2 separate regions of the Mus musculus genome follow, and region 1 is linked to region 2. Evidence: chromatin contacts called from public HiChIP or PLAC-seq data. All regions are on one chromosome and are shown on one strand. Each heading gives the region's core, a stretch centred on a gene start, on an enhancer-like site or on the middle of the called end of the contact. The rest is flanking DNA. Distances are from core to core; before and after follow the strand shown. Region 1 holds the start of Sema3f (sema domain, immunoglobulin domain (Ig), short basic domain, secreted, (semaphorin) 3F). Region 2 holds the start of Dusp7 (dual specificity phosphatase 7).

Region 1 (3,285 bases), core at 279-2,778, 1.3 Mb after region 2:
GATAGTCCACTGCGTCCAGGCACACCCCCTGAGCAGCTGGAGAAGCAGCCCCGGCTCCATCCCACCCCCGGGCCCAGTTTTCCCCTATCTGTAACTAGGGTAGCGGGTACTGGAGAAAGAGTGAATTCGGGGAAACAGGACTCCTTCTACCTGGCCCAGCTCCACGGTGGACACAGGGAGGCTTCAGTCTGTCCTCTCCCCAGATGTTAATGGTCTGGTGGCAAAATGCACCTATTTCAAGAATGAGGAGTTATAGGTCCGGCTGGGACCCCAGCCTTAGTTCCAAAGGACTCTTCATCTTGACACTTTCCTTACCTCACCTGCTCTAGACAACCCGCCACCCCCCATGGTCCCTTGCCCACTTCACCACTAGGGTCCGTGGTTCAAACTGGGGCTTGACCCCAGGCTCTTCCAACTTAACAACACCTCACTTACACCGAGACCCCTGAACCGGAGAAGGACCGAGAGGCAGCTGGGGGCCAGGAGATCGGCAAATGGCTGAAAGAAAAGCCCATTTGGAAACAGATCCCCTTGTCTTGCGGTTCCGGGCGACCCTCCACGTGGGGGCTTCCAATTTAGACCTTCCCCTGGGGCTGACCTGGTCTTCAGATTAGAGACACTGTGGCAGTGCAAACGCGCCGTTTGGGAAAGAGTGCAGGCGTCAGCAGAGGACTAAAACAGAAGGATCCGAACTCCCACTCAACGAGGGTAAGGGTACCCACCCAAAACCTTGCGGGGGTGGAAAAAGTTAATTCACACACCAGTGATCCCGCAGGCCACATCACCTAGTCACACACACATCTTTACAGCGCCCGGGAACCGGGGAGGTTCAGGACGCCGGGACAGGTATGAAGCACATCCTAGTTCTGTCGCCTGGTACCCGCAGACAGTGTGCCACGGTTCGCCAGACCTCGCGCACTTCTAAGGAGTTGCAGTGCCGCGGATCCTAGTGGGGTCGGGAGGTCGTGTTCTCTCCGTACTCACCTCGTCCACGGCGGCGGGGCCTGGGCGCCCGGGCAGCGGTGGCCGCCGCAGCAGCGGAGAGGTTCGCGTCCGGCCGGTCCGCTTTAGCTGCCCCCCCCCCGGGCCACGGCCCTGTCCGCGCCCTCTTGTCTCTTAGCCTGAGCCGGGATCCGCACCGCGGACTCGGCTTCACTGGGTCCCCTGGCTTCGTGCACGTCAGCAGCCGAGGCCCCGGGCCCTAGCCCGGGCCATGGAAAGGCTCAGGGGCGCTCGGGGCCGCCTCCCCCGGGGCGGGCTGCGGGCGCCCCCTGGCCTGCGCGCCGAGGGCGCATTCCCCGGTGCGGGGCGCGGGCGGTGGCGCGCGCTAGGCTACAGAGCGCTGCGCTGGGCTCGGCCGGGTGGCGCTGCGCTTGCCTGGCTGTCTGACTAGGGCCCGGAGACCGAGCGGGGCTGCGCGGGTCCTCGAAGCGTACCCTGGCTCTACGCTGCGCTCGGGGCTCCCTGGACCGCTGCGGTTTGTTCCCTAGCTGCTCAGGTCTCGAGGCCGCTGGCGGGACGGGACGCTCGGAGCCGCGCGCGGAGCGCAGGCAATTGGCCGCCCGTGGGCGACATTTGCATAGCACGGCCCCGCCCCGCCGGGCCCGCCCGGCCCCACCTCCGGGGCGGGACCCTCCCGGCCACCGCCCCGCCCCCGCTCCACCTGTCCGCGGGCAGGGCTCAGGGTTCCCAGGCGGTGGGCAACCCGCGCCAGGGGAGACTGCTCTGCACCCTGCACCCCCGCCCTGGCATCGCGGGCGGCGCCCCCGCCCCGCCCTGGCTTTGTCTCTCCGTGGATACACGGCGCACATCGCGCCTGGTGTTTACCCGGGCATTCAACTCCCTGGTGAGAAGGGCTGGAGCGCAGGGGAGCAACCAGCTAGCACTCACCTGCGCGCCCCCTTCCGCGTTCCTCCTTCCTACTTGCTGCCAGCCACGGCCCAGCGGCGAAGGACCTGGGATGGCCCAGGCCTCTCAGCAGGTGGCGGTGCAGCCCTTGGGACGGTTGGCACTTCTGGACCTTCCGACAGATGGCTACCTCCAGAGTAGGTCAAGTGGGTGCAGCCCAGCCACTAGCTCTGTCCAGCTAGCCAAATGCTCCAAGTGATCACCTCAAACACCAGTAAGTCTCATTTCAAGCCAGCGGTCCTCACAGACTTTCCCTTTACAGTGCCATATTCCAGAGAACCCAGATGACAGGAGGACGACTCAAGGCATACCCCCCACCCCTCTGCTATGAAAAGGGCACTTGCTTTCAAATCTCAACAATTGAGCAAGAGCCTCCCCTGACCCCAGGAAGGGTCCCTCTGAGCAGCCCATCCCCCAAGGTCATGGCCTCATCAGCCAGAACCACTTCTCAGCCCTTCCCCATACACTCTTGCTGTGGTCCCAGGAGGCTTTGGCCCTCTTTGTCCTCTGCTTCCTCCCTGTCCTCCATCTCCTATTCCCTCCTCTTCTCTCCCTTCTCTTCTGTCTTCCTCCTTTCTTTCTCTCTGCCTTCTGCTCTCTCCCCACTCAGTCCTCCATTTGTCTTCTTCCTCCCCTTCCTACCCCTCTTTCCTCCTGTCTTCCTTTTCCATTTCTCTTTTCTTCTTCCTCCATCCTCTCCTTTTCCTGGCTACAACTCCCAGAAGAGCCACTCTTCCTCTGACCCACTGGCTGGCTGACTGTGTGCATTAGGTGGGTATCAGAGGGCTGCTGGGATACTACTGAGGGTCACCTGACTCACAAGTGGGGTACTTCCTATGCTTCCAAGAGGGCCTGGCTGTTTAAGGTGAGGAAATGTCTACCTGCTGTAGTGAGGGACAGCACCGATCTGATCTTCTCCCTAATGTCATACTTCACTCAAAACATTAACAAAGCCGGGCGGTGGTGGCGCACACCTTTAATCCCAGCACTTGGGAGGCAGAGGCAGGTGGATTTCTGAGTTCGAGGCCAGCCTGGTCTACAAAGTGAGTTCCAGGACAGTCAGGGCGACACAGAGAAACCCTGTCTCTCTCGAAAGAGGCTAGGTGAGCTGGCATATGCCTTTAGCTTTTAATCTAAGCCCTTCTCTGAGTTCCAGGCCAGTTTGGTCTACATGGCAAATTCTAAACCAGCCAGGGCTATACAGTAAAATCCAGTTTGCTCAGACAAACAAAACATGCATGCATGCTGACAGAGCTAAGGGTATTGCTCCGTGATAAAGCATAGGCTTGGCATGTGCATCACATGTATTCGGTGTGTAGTGCCAGAACCAAGTCAATCACTGCTAATCGCCTCCCTCATCCTCACCAGGAACATCTT
Region 2 (3,036 bases), core at 497-2,996:
GTTTGATTCGCAGCACCACACAGCGCTTCACAATCATCTGTAATCCTAGTTCTGTGAGATCCTACCGTCTCTTCTGGCCTCTGTGATCCATGGACATTCAAATAGAGAAAACACTTCAATCTTTTTAAAAAATTTAAAAGAAGCCGAGAGGTGATGGTGCACACCTTTAATCCTAACACTTGGGAGGCAGAGGCACCCAGGCCAGCCTAGGCTACAGAGAGAATTCCAGGACAGCCAAGAGTACACAGGAAACCCGGTCACCACTGCTTAGCGCTTAGCAAAACTGAAACCAAGAAGGGAGACTGGTACTCAGGATATACCACACATCACCAATTGGCAGGACAGATTGGGACTTAACACTTGGCCTCTGGAAGCTGTCTACCAGCTGTGTCCAGGACAGTACTCACAAAAGGGTCAGCTCTTTATATCTACAACCCCTCCTGACAAGACCCTCCCTGGCTGCCCTACTGTGGCCTTTCTCTAAGCGAATGTAGAAGAGGGCTCCTGCGGCTGAGAAAAAAAGGGAGGGGGGAGAACATTTAATTGGGAGATGGAGATTGAAACTGTAGCCCGATCGGACACCCCTGACACCGCAATCCCGGGTTAGGGTCAAGTTGGCTCAGAGATGACTAGCCCGGGACGGAGTGAGGGACTAAGCCTCAAGTTGGGATCCCCAGCCTGTTAAGAGAATGCACTCGGGGCTTGGGAGGAACAGCTCCCTCCAAGGAAAGACCGCCTTGGTCTGGTCAAAACCTTGCGGTCGGTCCTGCCGCTTTGTTTGAGCCCTACCTGCAGAGCCACGTACCTCCTGAGCCCCACCCGCCTGAGAGCCCGAACAGCACGCTGGACGAGGCCCCGCCCACTTCCAGCTGGGTGGACCCGCCGCGGGACCCGCCTCCTTTCCCCGCAGCCTCTTTCGGCGGCGATTGACTATCTGCCGAGCGCGTGCCCGCCTACCGCGAAACTTGATTGGTGCCTGGAGAGAGAGGTAGGCGAAGGGAAGCTGATTATGGAGCGCTCCCTCCCTCCTACCCGCCCCAATAGGAAAGTCACGTGGCGCTTCACTCCGGGCCAGTCACCACCGCACTTGTAAAAGCTTTCTTAAAGAGCTCGCGTTCCCTTACCCAGGGTTGGTCCTTTCAGAATTCCTCCACTTCTGCCTGCGATTTGCGAGAGCGGTCCTTGAACACCCCCCCCCCAACCCAAGTCACCTATTCCCTCAGCAGACCCTCCAACTCAGGTCTGGAACCTATGGCCATCAAGGGTTGGGATGATGCGGTCATCTGAAACTAAGACCGCCTAACACAGAGCACGACACGTAGTAGGAATTCAGTTTCCATTTGTTGAATGAACGCTATCAGAGAATGAATGAGGATAACAGACAAGAGGAGGGAAGACTGGCTCTGGGTGACCGCCCCCTGCCCCCAATCCTGAAGAAATTCTGCTTCTGTAAATGTTAGGTGGGGTCCCAGTGCAGCCTTTCTGCAAGGCACAGATGTAGGCGCTCAGCCAGAGATCTGCGAGGCCGCCTTGGCTCGCCCCTGGGCAGGTGGTAGCCAGGTCCCGGCTAGGCGGGCCCGTAGGAGCCGGCCGAGGGCGCTCCCGCGCCGCTTGCGGGGGAGGGGCTGCGGAGGCGCGGTGCCTTTAAGCCCAGGCGCCGGCCTCACGGCCCCGCCTCCCGGAGGACGCCCGGGCGCGCGGCCGCCGGAGCCGCGGTTTAATTGGGGCTGTCAGGCCGCGGCACGCGCGGAGGGCCGGCCGGGCGGGACTGAGGCCGGAGGCTGGGAGGCCGGGGCGGCGGGCGCGCGGCTCGGCGGGAGGCGGGCGCCCGGAGACGCGGCTGGGGCCAGCGCGGCCGGGGCGCCGTCCCAGGGCTGGGTTGCCCGGCCCCGGCCCCGGCCCCGGGATCCCCATGAAAAACCAGCTCCGCGGGCCCCCAGTGCGGGCGCACATGTCGACTTCGGGGGCGGCGGCGGCGGCGGCGGCTGGGGGCACTCGGGCGGGGTCGGAGCCCGGTGCGGGATCTGGGTCCGGCGCAGGCATCGGAGCGGGAGCGACGACGGGAGCGGGGGCCATGCCCTGCAAGAGCGCCGAGTGGCTGCAGGAGGAGCTGGAGGCGCGCGGTGGCGCGTCCCTGCTGCTGCTAGATTGCCGGCCGCACGAGCTCTTCGAATCGTCGCACATTGAGACGGCCATCAACCTGGCCATCCCGGGTCTCATGCTGCGCCGCCTGCGCAAAGGCAACCTGCCCATCCGCTCCATCATTCCCAACCATGCCGACAAGGAGCGCTTCGCCACGCGCTGCAAGGCGGCCACCGTGCTGCTCTACGACGAGGCCACGGCGGAGTGGCAGCCCGAGCCCGGCGCCCCCGCCTCCGTTCTCGGCCTGCTCCTGCAGAAGCTGCGAGACGACGGCTGCCAGGCCTACTACCTCCAAGGTGAGGACAGAACCTAGACCCCAGGCGGTATTGGGGCTGCGCCTCTGCTCCCTGGCGCCCTCGCTGCAGGCTGTTTCCTTTCCACTCGCTTGGCCAGGCCGGGCGCCACGTCGCCCCTGGTCCGAATCCGCCCTTCTGGGAGCCATCCCCTAAGGTGTGGATTTAGCCAGGCACAGGGAACCCGATCTGTGTTCTCTTTCTCAGCACCGTTCAGTGGCTGAAACAAACTTTCCCTTTCCTATTTAATTTTTTTCTCTGTGGATGGGTAGACAACAGCGCACAGGCTCCAGTTGAGCTCGGAGGAAGGGAGAGATCGGTACTGGAACCCAGAAAAGAGCAGGGCCCACAGGAATTTATGTCATTAGGAAGATAGGATCGGGAAGGTACCTTTTTCAGTATCACCCACCCTCCAGTGCATGGGCCCGTTTATGATGGTTTCTCTGGGATCCCACTATGGCCCCTATCAATCAGAATCACGGCTTGGAGGCACTTCTGCAGATGTGTGGGCAGTGGCCCAGGTGTGAGTGTGTGTGTGTGTTGGGGAATGGGGAATGGGCCTCAGTTCGCTGCCCCTGAGTTTATGGAAGGGGGAGACAGG

Evidence for each region. HiChIP or PLAC-seq counts read pairs in DNA pulled down with a chosen protein or histone mark.
Region 1: a contact with region 2 is called in an HNF4G HiChIP or PLAC-seq map of pancreatic cancer cells. The contact joins the promoter of Sema3f here to the promoter of Dusp7 in region 2.

What each region holds. Positions count from the first base shown.
Region 1 is chr9:107,708,434-107,711,718 of GRCm38.p6, forward strand. It overlaps Sema3f (sema domain, immunoglobulin domain (Ig), short basic domain, secreted, (semaphorin) 3F), which reads right to left and starts at 1,529. Exons shown (of 18, transcript NM_001379496.1): 1 at 985-1,529.
Region 2 is chr9:106,366,886-106,369,921 of GRCm38.p6, forward strand. It overlaps Dusp7 (dual specificity phosphatase 7), which reads left to right and starts at 1,747. Exons shown (of 3, transcript NM_153459.4): 1 at 1,747-2,438. The coding sequence starts at 1,913.